Linked DNA regions of Danio rerio: region 2 is linked to region 1. Evidence: chromatin contacts called from public Hi-C data. All regions are on one chromosome and are shown on one strand. The core of a region is the stretch at or near the end of the contact, and the rest is flanking DNA. Distances in the headings are between cores, read along the strand shown. Region 1 holds the start of si:ch211-13c6.2. Region 2 overlaps nfyc (nuclear transcription factor Y, gamma).

Region 1 (5,945 bases), core at 1,192-3,691:
GTCCCGGAGCCTCGCGCCATTCAATCAGAGCTTTCGGGCGAATTGTCGGGCTTACCAGATTTGAAGAATGTCGCTATATCGGCCGCGTCCTTAGCCGCCTCCTCGGCCCCTTCCCCCGAGCTCATGGCTGACGAAAAAACACACAAAAAAACTACTATCCAAATCTAAAGTTGCTGTTTTATTCCCCCACAGACAGAAGGATTTGGAAAAGGCGTCCTCCGCCTCTGTGTCTGAGCACTGATCTGACACGGACGGGAAAAGGATCACTTCTGAGTGCTGCTGGGGAACATCACAAAACCTCCTCCATCTTGGTTATAACACACATTAACAGCGCCGGCCGGCGGTCGGTTCTCCCGTGCGGAGCGGAGAGACGGCAGGGGGCGGGAGATCACCGCTGAATAACACTCTTTCCAGCTTTTTACCTGTTCTAGTGACCTTAACTAAATTATTTTTAAATTGAATTGCATACAATCTACATATCTACATATATATTAGATAATACTACTACTAATAATAAAATAACAAATATATATTATTATAATATAATATATAAAAAATCTAATATATAATATAATAAATATAATATATAAAATCTAATACTCGAATAATAATAATTATTATATTTATCATTATTATAATTTATTATATAGTAAATAATAAAATAATAATATTAATTATTATTAATTAATTATATATATATATATATATATAAATATATATATATATATATATATATATATATATATATATATATATAATTTTATCATAATAATTATAGGTGGCTTATGCGTTTATTATTATTTTTCATTATTATTATGTTTAAATAATACAATTTGTCAGAAATCTTCCTGACTTTTTACTTGTGGATATATAAATGGGTGTATTAGAACAAACTGCATTGGAAGATTTATATATACATTTATTTATTTAATGTGTATTTATTCATGTATAGTTTTATTTATGCAGGAATTTGTGTATTTATTAATTTATTTATTTGCATATTTATTTATTTATTGTTTTTGCAGGTTTTATGCTCCATACCCAACAGCGGAGTGAACCACCAACTTATCCAGCATACATATCATATGGATATATATATATATATATAGTTGAAATCAGAATTATTAGCCCCCCCTCAAATGATGTTTAACAGAGCAAGGACATTTTCACAGTATGTCTGATAATATTTTTTCTTCTGGAGAAAGTCTTATTTGTTGTTTTTCAGCTAGAATAAAAGTAGTTTTTAATAATAAAAAATAATTTTTAGTTGAAATTATTGGTCAAAATTATTAGCCCATTTAAGCTGTATTTTTTTACCCTAACTTGCCTAGTTAACCAATTTAAATTAAACCTTTAAATGTCACTTTAAGCTGTATAGAAGTATCTTAAAACATATTTAGTCAAATATTATTTACTGTCATCATGGCAGAGATTAAATAAATCAGTTATTAGAAATGAGTTATCAAAACTATTATGTTTAGAAATGTGTTTAAAAAAAAGTCTCTCCATTAAACTGAAATTGGGGAAAAAATAAACAGGGGGCTAATAAATCTGACTTCAACTGGATGTATATATATATATATTTCAGGTGAAAAGTTAGATCATGATATGCTTCTGTTTTTCAGTAGAATTTATGTAATTTATCCCACAATTGTTGAATCACACTGACATCTGGCGGGTAAAACTGTGAGTGCACTGGCTGACATTCTACTCAGTGGCCTGTTTGAAGGAAAGTGCATGCTTCTGCATTTCAGGCTAGTGTGATTTCACAAAGTAGGCCATATTCCTGGATAAACATCTATTTTGACAATGAATGAAACAACGTTTCAATCAGATTTCAGGGATAACTTTAGGCTTACAGTTAGGGGTTTGTGCTTCTGCATCAATGCTATCCACCTGTTAATCCCCTCTCATTTCAAAATAATTTCAAGTTAGGGGTTATATTACATTTTTGCACAAGACTGATGTTCAGGGATCAACATAGTTGTTAATCCAGTATTGCATTCTACTTGGGAAAATCACAATCACCATCATACAGAAGTTAAATATTCATTCATTCATTCATTCATTCATTCATTCATTCATTTATTCATTTTCTTTTTGGCTTTGTCCCTTTATTAATCAGGGGTTGCCACAGCGGAATGAACCGCCAACTTACCAGCGGTTTTTCGCAGCGGATGACCTTCCAGCTGCAACCCATCACAGGGAAAGTTAAATACTTATTTAAATGAAATATAATAGAGAGAAAACAGTCATAAATTGTGTCCTAGATATACATTAAATGGTGACTTAACATTTTACATAACCAACAAACGTCAGCTTGTGAACTACTAAACGGTACTTATTTCTATATTATTCAATTTATTTTGTTTTCGCCGAACCACTAGGTGGTACAAACCTTTTTGTAGCAAGAGAATTTTAACACAGAAGAAGCCGAAGACGAGAGCGGCCTAACCTAAAAATTACGTTTCACCAATTTGTTGTTGTTATTGTCATCGTTTTTTGCATTATCAAGTAAAATATATTAATATCAGCAGCATTAAAGTGTTAATTCGCTAAAATACAGCTTATTCGACGTTGCGGACAGGCGTAATAGTAGGTATGTCGAAAATGATTTATTACGTAACGTTAGATTGTCATGATATGCTAAGTATGCTACATTTGCGCATTGCTTTGGTTTAGTTTGGTTTAATGCACAACATATATACATAACTAAATTGAAACAATCTGTTTTCTTTTAGTTTGCAAAGATGACTGATTTACTGACAGTGTACGACGACGACCAGGCCAACTCTTTCATTGACTGCATGGTGAATCCTGTTTATTTTAATTCGGATGCTCATATTCTCCCTGTTTGTTATAAAGTAATATAAAGGCAATGGCCTAAATGTGTGTGACTAATTTATATTTCTATCTTTGATCCTTAGATCTGCGAGAAAAAAATAAGGGGGGACACCAATTACAAAATCCACGTGACATCAATGCAACACTTAAAGGTAAGCAGAGACAGAATATAAATAAGGATATTTAAAAATAATAATACTCACTAATATTTAAGCGTTAATTCAGCTTATTAGATTTCTAAAGAATCAAAACACTGGAATGGGTAGATTAAATATTAAAATATACTGTAATATTTAAAATTTTAATTTATGTAAAATTTGAAAGTTGTTTTTTATAAATATAAATTGCATTTCTCAGTACTATTTATTTCATAATTAATTTCCAGTAGTTAAATGATATTTATGATTTAAAGGAGAGAGGTTTGTCAAGTATCAAAACAATAATGTTGTGTATTTAAATACTACTAAACAGTCTTGTAAGGTATATTTAGAATAATCTATAATAACAATTGCAAAAATTAATAATTAATTGTAATTTTGAAGCTTTTTACATTGCTACTATCCTTCAAAACACAAGGTCTCACCTATTAGCAAAATGTTTATTAAGTGTTGTTTTTTTTTACAAAAAAATATATCTGTTTTCATATTAGTTTGGAGTTTTTATATTCATAAAACTTATCTGAAACATCAGACACTTTGTAAGTTCAGTTTGATGCATACACGTAAATGGGACATCTCGTCTTTTACTGATGTGTATTTCTTGATTAAAGAGATAGTTTAGCCAAAAATGAAAATTCTGTCATCATCATTTACACTTTTTCTAAACCTGTTTGAGTTTTTTTTTTCTTCTGTTGAATACAAAGCAACATATACTGAAGAATGTTGTGAGGAAAAAACAGCTTTGACTTCTGTAGTTATTTTTATTTCCTACTAGGGCTGCAGAATATATCGTTTTAGCGTCGACATCGCAATGTGAGCATCCGCAATAGTCAGATTGCAAAGATATGCAATGTTGAGTCTGGATAATAGTTGACTAGAAGCTACATATTTGTATTTAGAGGGTATCCGCGTGGTTTAAAAAGTCTTAAATCGCAAAAACTTTTTTTAGGCCTTAAAAGGTCTTAAATTTACTGAAGTATTGTGTTGAAGGTCTTAAATCTTTTTTTAAGCGGGTCTTAATTTTCATTTGTTCCTGTATAGCTACACAATCTGGCCAACACCTATCCAAACACCAACAATCCATCTCAAAACTTTGTATTTAAGAATGTCATTTTTAACTCTGTTTACCATAATGGTTTAATTAATTCCTTACAATAACAGTTTTTTTTAAGTTCTCCATGTATTTACTGCGTGTATTTAAGCTGTCATGGACAGACTGTTGTGCATACATTCAGTTTAATATAGTTTTCAAAACCTTTAAATAATTAATTAAAAAAAAGGTTATGTTGAAAAAAAAGTGTATGTATACAATTAGAGCTTGCTTCTTTTGACACAATATTAAAAACCTTTTGCTTAGAATTAGCTAGACTATATATATTTTTTAAATTATTACTATTATTGTTTTATTAAATTATATTTTTAAAAAACTAAATTAAAAATCTTTTCCAACTTGGCCGTTAAAAAAAATCCTTAGCGTTTAGCCCTTTATGAGTCTAAAATGTAATTCATAATGGTCTTAAAAATTTCTTTAAAAGTCTTAAATTTAACTTGCTGAAACCCTGTATTTAATCACTGTATTTATTTGGAATTTATATAATTTATGCAACAAAAAAATCTTTCTTTTTGTCTTGTTTCTAGTCCAAATAGCAAAAGTTCAAAGCAAAAACAAGATTATTTTACTTACCCCAATGGCAAATAATTTAGCTTGTTTTAAGGGAAAAACACTTTAATTTTTACTAGTTTTTTTTGACGGTGAAACCAAAACAATATTTTTACTTGATCTAAGAATTTTTTGATATTTGGACTAAAAAAAAAGAGACAGAAAAAGTAAGAAACGCATTTTGTGCATTGTGGTTATTCAATTTCTGTACCTGAATTATGTTAGACTCCCCAATAAAACATAAAATCGTGCTATTCAAACCATCCTGTGAAACTGTATTCATATCACAATATTTATTGCAGAAAAATAAAATATATAAAATATCAGATTTTTCCATTATCGTGCAGCTCTATTTCCTACTACAGATTACAATGGCTGTTTTTTCCAAATATTCTTCTGAATATCTTGTTTTGTGTTCAACAGAAGAAAAGAGACTCATAAAAACTGTAGAATCTGTTGAGTGACAGTAAATAATTCAACCAAACAATTGTTTTGGTTGAACAATCCCCTTTAAGTAATTGGTTATTTGTAGATAATTGTTATTATAAATACCTTTTAACTGTTATTTATTGGATAACATATGCTAATTTTTGTCACAATTTATGTACAGCACAATGGTCAACAACTGTTGTTATACTGTGCTTTATAAATAAAGTAAGATTAAGTCTATTTGACAATATTTTGATTCTGTTTAATTCACTTTTCTGCTTCTTCAAGTTCAGGTCTTATGACAAATCAACCAGTGATCACCAATGTTTATTTTCAACATCTTGGAGTCTATATACGCAGGTTATAACCTTCTATACAGGTTATTTCTGCATTCCTTTACCAATCACAAAAGCTATTTTTACCTTTTCCATTCTTTCCATTCTGCTTTTAAGCAGATTAACATTAGATTTTTGAAGCATTTTGGGGTTTGATCGATGACATTTCTGTCTACATCTTTACTACAATTCCTTTGAGATGCCAGTCGCATTTCATTTTGAGGACCAAATACGCTTCATAGACCATTTTAATGGTCTACTACTTTGCCTTAGCAGCGGTTTTAATCACATGGACCATCAGTCTTCAGAAGAGATGGACACTCCTGTTCACTTCTGCGTATCTGAGAAAATCCAAGAGAACTCGTCAGAGCATCGTCACACTACTCCATGGACACTACAATGAGCTGTAGTTTGACAGGTGACATTGTGTATGGTTGTTGGTTGGGCAACAATACAACGTTCCTTCACAAGAAAGCTTTGACAAAAGCTGTTCCAGACTGATCGACTGGCCAAAAACAT
Region 2 (5,945 bases), core at 2,478-4,977, 60 kb after region 1:
GGAAACGCCAAGATGTGCATAAATTTTAGACAAAAAATACATGCGCAAGATAAACGTTTTATTCGATAAGAAAAGATGTGCATAAACTACGATAGATACACTTTTACCGAGCGTAATCCAGTATGCGCATTAAAAAAGGTCATGTGATTTTGTTATAAGTGATCAAATGATGATAAAAATGTGTGCATGGATAAACCAGACGGCTGAGCACATTGTAAAACATCTGAAATCATTCTAAAACGCCTTAACTATTTCAGTATTAGTGTAATTATATTATTAATGACCTCCAGAATCAAGAGCGTCTGTGTTTCGCGTCTCGCGCCTTCAAACACCTCCGCATCATCACTGCATGTCAGGGCTGCCTTCTGAGATGCAAGTCATTAATTCAGTGAAGAAAAGATTGACACAGCTTCACTTATCGTAGCAAATTCCGTTTTTGATGTTGATATTTGGCGCAAGTTAATCAGGAAGTGACGACTTTGTTCAATTTAACACGTCGAATGGAAACGCTGCTTTATTTGCACATCTTTAATATCAAAATGCAGTATTGCGCTTAAAGTTAATTAGCATTTTTGAATGGAGACATAGCTATTGTTATTGACAAATTTTATCGCGATTTGATAAATATCGTTTATCGGCCCAGCCCTAATAGTAAGTACATGTAAATAATTAATATCACTCAGTAGTTAAATAAATAGTTACACCGTAATGAGGACACCTTAAAATAAAGTGTTATGTTGTTATTAATAGTTTGATCTTTGTTGAAATCGAATATTTGTTTTTAGTGGATTCTATATTGTTAAAAATGTTATAAATGTGAAAGTGTTGTCAAGTATATCAACTTTATAATGGCTTATTTCCACTAAGCGGTACAATACATTTACGATATCCTTTTTTCAGTTTCCACTGACCGAAGTATCAACAAAAAGAATGGTACCATATCACTTTTTTCTGACCCTTTTACAAGGGTCAACAGTACGTTTCTAAAGTGTGTAACTAGAGTCACTGATTGATTCATAGCACAGGTGTCAAAGCAGGTTCCTGGATGGCCGCAGCTCTGCACAGTTTAGTTCCAACTCTTAATTAAACACACTTGATCAAAGTAATTGAGTCCTTCAGGCTTGTTTGAAACCTACTGGTAAGTGTGTTGGAGCAGAGTTGGACCTAAACTGTGCAGAGCTGCGGCCCTCCAGGAACTGGCTTTGACACCTGTGGTTTACAGGGAATTGTCACTTTTAAATGCAATAAAACCAAGGGGAACGACAACACAGGAAGTGCCATCTTTAAATACACCGCCAAAACACAACACTGTAATAGTACAATGACTGCAACGTGTGATCGCAAATATAAAAATATATCTTTGACCAAAAATGACCTTACTTTGTTGTTCACCAAACATATTAACTAAGGGTACTATTGGCAGTGCAAACGCAAGCGTGATCAGAGTGAGCCGTTCCAAATCACACTGTACTGTACTGCAGTGTTTCCTCAACCCCGTTCCTGAAAGCACACCAACAGTGCACATTTTCAACCTCTTCCTACTCAAACACTCCTGAATCAACTCATCAGAACAATAGAAGAGACTCCAAAACCTGAAGTCTGATAAGGGAGACACCTAAAATACATACTGTTGGTGTGCCTTCAGGAACAGGGTTGGGAAACACTGCTGTATTGAACCGTACCGCTCAGTGGAAAAGAGGCTTCAGATGCTAATATGGCAATCATCATAAATACTGCTGCTGTCTATAATTAAGCTTTTTTGTGTAGGAGGAAGTTCGTCAGTCTGTGGCCCCGACTGAGCCTGTCCAATATTACTTCACGTTGGCGCAGCAGCCTAGCGCAGTGCAGGTCCAAGGGCAGCAGCAGGGCCAGCAGGTCTCCGCTCCCACCGCCACCACACTACAGCCCGGCCAGATTATCATCGCTCAGCCTCAGCAAGGCCAGGTAATGCCCGCACCATCGCCACAAGCACATGGATGTCCAACTTAAACTAGAGCGCCATCTGCTGTTAAAACTAGCCTAGAGCGCCATCTGCTGTTAAAACTAGCCTAGAGCGCCATCTGCTGTTAAAACTAGCCTAGAGCGCCATCTGCTGTTAAAACTAGCCTAGAGCGCCATCTGCTGTTATAATCTAACCTAGAACGCCATCTGCTGTTAAAACTAGCCTAGAGCGCCATCTGCTGTTAAAATGTAGCCTAGAGCGCCATCTGTTATTAAAAACTAGCCTAGAGCGATGTCTGCTTTCATAAACTAGCATACAGTGCATTTGCCTAGTGCCATCTCCTGTCTAAAACTAACCTGAGGCGCAATTTTCCTTTTAAAAACTAGCCAAGAGCAATATCTGCTGTTAAAAAACTAGTCTAGACTGTAATTTTCTTTTTAAAAACTAGCCTAGAGTGCCGTCTGCTGTTTAAAAACTAGCCTTGAGTGCTGTCTGCTGTTTAAAAACTAGCCTAGAGCGCCATCTGCTGTTAAAAACTAGCCCAGACTGAAATTGTCTTTTTAAAGACTAGCCTTGAACACCGTCTGCTGTTTAAAAATTAGCCTAGAGCATCATTGGCAGTTTAAAAATTGACATAGAGCACCACCTGCTGTTAAAAACTAGCCTAGAGCGCCACCTGCTGTTAAAAACTAGCCTAGAGCGCCACCTGCTGTTAAAAACTAGCCTAGAGCGCCACCTGCTGTTAAAAACTAGCCTAGAGCACCATCTGCTGTTAAAAACTAACCTAGAGCACCACCTGCTGTTAAAAACTAGCCCAGACTGAAATTGTCTTTTTAAAGACTAGCCTTGAACACCGTCTGCTGTTTAAAAATTAGCCTAGAGCATCATTGGCAGTTTAAAAATTGACATAGAGCACCACCTGCTGTTAAAAACTAGCCTAGAGCGCCACCTGCTGTTAAAAACTAGCCTAGAGCACCACCTGCTGTAAAAACTAGCCTTGAGTACCGTCTGCTGTTTAAAAACTAGCCTAGACCTTAATTTTTTATCTAAAAACTAGCCCTGAGTGCCTGTTAAAACTAGCCTTGAGCGCCGTCTGTTGTTTAAAAACTAGCCTAAAGCACCACCTGCTGTTAAAAACTAGCCTAGACCTTAATTTTCTATCTAAAAACTAGCCTTGAGCGCCATCTTCTGTTAAAACAAACTCAGGTTATAATCAATTCTAGAGAGAATAACGATGCATTTAGTAAAGCTCAGAATGGACACAGAAAGGATTTCTGAGCACCGCTCTAGTTAATGGCAGTAATATGCAGTAGGATATATGGCAATGACAGCATGCTGAATATTTTATGGCCAGATAAGATTAACAGCATATAGAACAAAGGTTACTGGTAAATGAAAATCCACTTACTGCATACAGTTTTCAGCGCTGTAGTAATATTTCTTCAATATGCTTTTTAACACAGAGCAATGATGACTCATCCTGCATGACACAGCAAACGATGACTTATGGCTCTATATTTGCGAACCATATAAACGTAACAAACAGCTTTTCTATACGTCCCACCCAAACTTCCTGTTTTAATAAGAAATGTGTCAACGCAGGAAAGAGAAGCAGAGGACATTGTTTGCCCTTGTAATTACCCCAGTGTATATTATGCTACGGTCTGGTGGACAAAAGCCTTGAAACTTTATCGCACTTACTCTCTCGCGCAACACTTGAGCCCTGATTACTTTGATCAGGCCATTACAGGATCATTTGAAACATGATTGGTGAAGGTTGAAAGCCCAGAGGTGTCATTCACACGTCGCTATCAGGTGAACAGTAGAGAGTCCAGACTGTCTCTAATGTGATGCATGTGTTAAGCGTTTTAGCAGCAGCCCTTTTACTAAATCTCCTGTTTTGTTGAATTTGATTAATTTATCTTGTGTTCATTAGTTTAATTTCTCCTCGGGTGCTCTTTCTCACCTTCTCTCTTTCTCTGAGGATCAGTGCTGCTTCAGCAAGCTGCAGTTTGCTGACCTGTCAGACTCGGCCAAAGATGTGCTGCAGTCACCTTAGAGAGGTTTCAGGACAAATACATATACAGCAGGGTTCAAAAATTGTCTCACCACACTGAAACTGAATTTCTACCTGGTAGTCATTTATTTCTCTTCATTTTATTTATTTATTTTTTGAGAGATGGAGAGTGGGAGAGATTCTTCACCAAACTCCAGAGCATTTAGTCTCAATTCACAAAGTTGAAAACACAAAAACACAAAAAAAACACAAAACTTCAATATTTATTAGAGGAAAAAACAGATTGTATCTTTCTACGTGCACAATACATTAATGCCCATCACCAAAGAGAGAGGAGACCAATAAAAACATCAGTGATGCGCTTGCAAACACACACAAACACTTCTAGATGGTTATAAATTAATCTAAGTATTCTAATTATTATTATGTATTATTACTGTTTTATACTAAATGTTGATTGTTAAATGTAAAGCTTATTCTGATTTATTTTTTATTGTTGTTTATTTTTTTATTATTATTTACTATTATTATTTATATTTTACTGATTACAATGGTTTACAGTATGTACATGTTTTTATTTAAACTTTTATAAATGCTTTGGCATAAAATTTAATATTATTATTTAATACTATTTACTGTTTACTATGATTTATGGATATTTTTTTATTTAAACTTTATAAATGCTTTGGCATAACTATTATTATTATTATTATTATTATTATTTACTACTATTTATTGTGTTTACTGTTTTATGTATATGGTTTTTGTTTTATTTAAACTTTCTAAATGCTTTGGCATTACATTTGTCATTATTATAATTATAATTAATTATTATTATTATTATTTTATAATTATTATTATCATTATTATTATTTACTACTACTACTACTTACTGTGTTTACTATGTTTTATGTATATGTTTTTTTTTTATATTTAAACTTTATAAATGCTTTGGCATAACATTTGATGGGAAAAAACAATAAGTTAATTTATGTATGGTGTGTAATTTTGGATTGCACATTTTTAATTCGGGGTGTATACTTAAAGCTAATCAGAAATGACATTAAAAGCCTTTCTGATGTTTCAAAAAATTTAATTTCAAATCTCTTGGTTTGAATTTTCATCAAAGAATCTTAAAAATTTATATCAGTTTTCACAATGTATGAATTATTTTATTAATAATTACAAAAAAGAAAAAAACACTATGTATGAACGGCAGCTCAAAAAGCTTCACAAAATAGAAGAGCATTAACGGATTTTGATGTAATTTGTACAAAAAATTATCTAATGTTCTTGTAATGTACACAGTGACTTATCTGTCACACAATATATTTAAGACTCAACAAATTTAAATAATACATACTAAAAATTAAAACATTTTGTAGAAACAAGATTTCAAATTCCATGTAAACTGCAAGTAGCCATTATTCCCTTATAGCAAACTAACAGTCTGTGGCCGTGGTTGAGAATATGGTGGCTCAAGTGCAAATTGGTAAGACTTTGATTTAAAGATTACCAAAACATTTTTTTTTTCATTGGATAGTTAAAACTCCAGTAAAAAATGCCAGCCACATTTATAAGGAATTTTGAGAAAACAATCGTTCCTTCAAGCTCTCTTTTGTTTACCTTTTATGCAACATTGATTGTTAAGGGTTTTTTTTCTTCATACCTGAGGACAGAGAACTGCATTGGCTTCATTTCACTGTCTGCTCACTGCTTTGTGCCGCTAAATGCTGTCATTTCTCCAAATGAGATTTTTTCTATTATTATTTTCATATTTCACTATTCTACTATTATTTTCAAATTTGACGCCTCTGCTGCTGCTTTAAGCTTCAGTTAATGCCTGCTTGCACCATTTCTGAAACTACACAATGACACAGTTAAATATTCACAGCAAAATCACACACTTTTGATTTAGCAACACTAAACTCAATGCACTTTTGTCAGAATTTTCCTCCAAAAAGCTTTTTGGGTTGTTTTTTAAAA

What was found. Hi-C and Micro-C count contacts between places; a contact is called where the count stands out from the background.
Region 2: a Hi-C map of hematopoietic stem cells shows a contact between it and region 1, with 1.6 times the contacts expected there. The contact joins the enhancer-like site here to the promoter of si:ch211-13c6.2 in region 1. A contact is called at or near these places in 2 of 18 Hi-C or Micro-C datasets (embryo and hematopoietic stem cells) and 1 of 4 datasets of contacts at active chromatin or transcription factors (gastrula embryo).

What each region holds. Positions count from the first base shown.
Region 1 is chr19:44,843,593-44,849,537 of GRCz12tu, forward strand. si:ch211-13c6.2 reads left to right here and starts at 2,442. Exons shown (of 14, transcript NM_001430907.1): 1 at 2,442-2,599; 2 at 2,742-2,810; 3 at 2,928-2,996. The coding sequence starts at 2,751. It also overlaps a transcript of trioa not described here.
Region 2 is chr19:44,901,889-44,907,833 of GRCz12tu, forward strand. It overlaps nfyc (nuclear transcription factor Y, gamma), which reads left to right. Exons shown (of 11, transcript NM_199639.1): 6 at 1,768-1,944. Among named protein-coding and RNA genes, the nearest start is that of nfyc, 34 kb to the left of the region's middle. Within about 2 kb of position 3,728, at least 4 of the 62 cell types and tissues checked have an H3K27ac peak or open chromatin away from gene starts, as enhancers often do.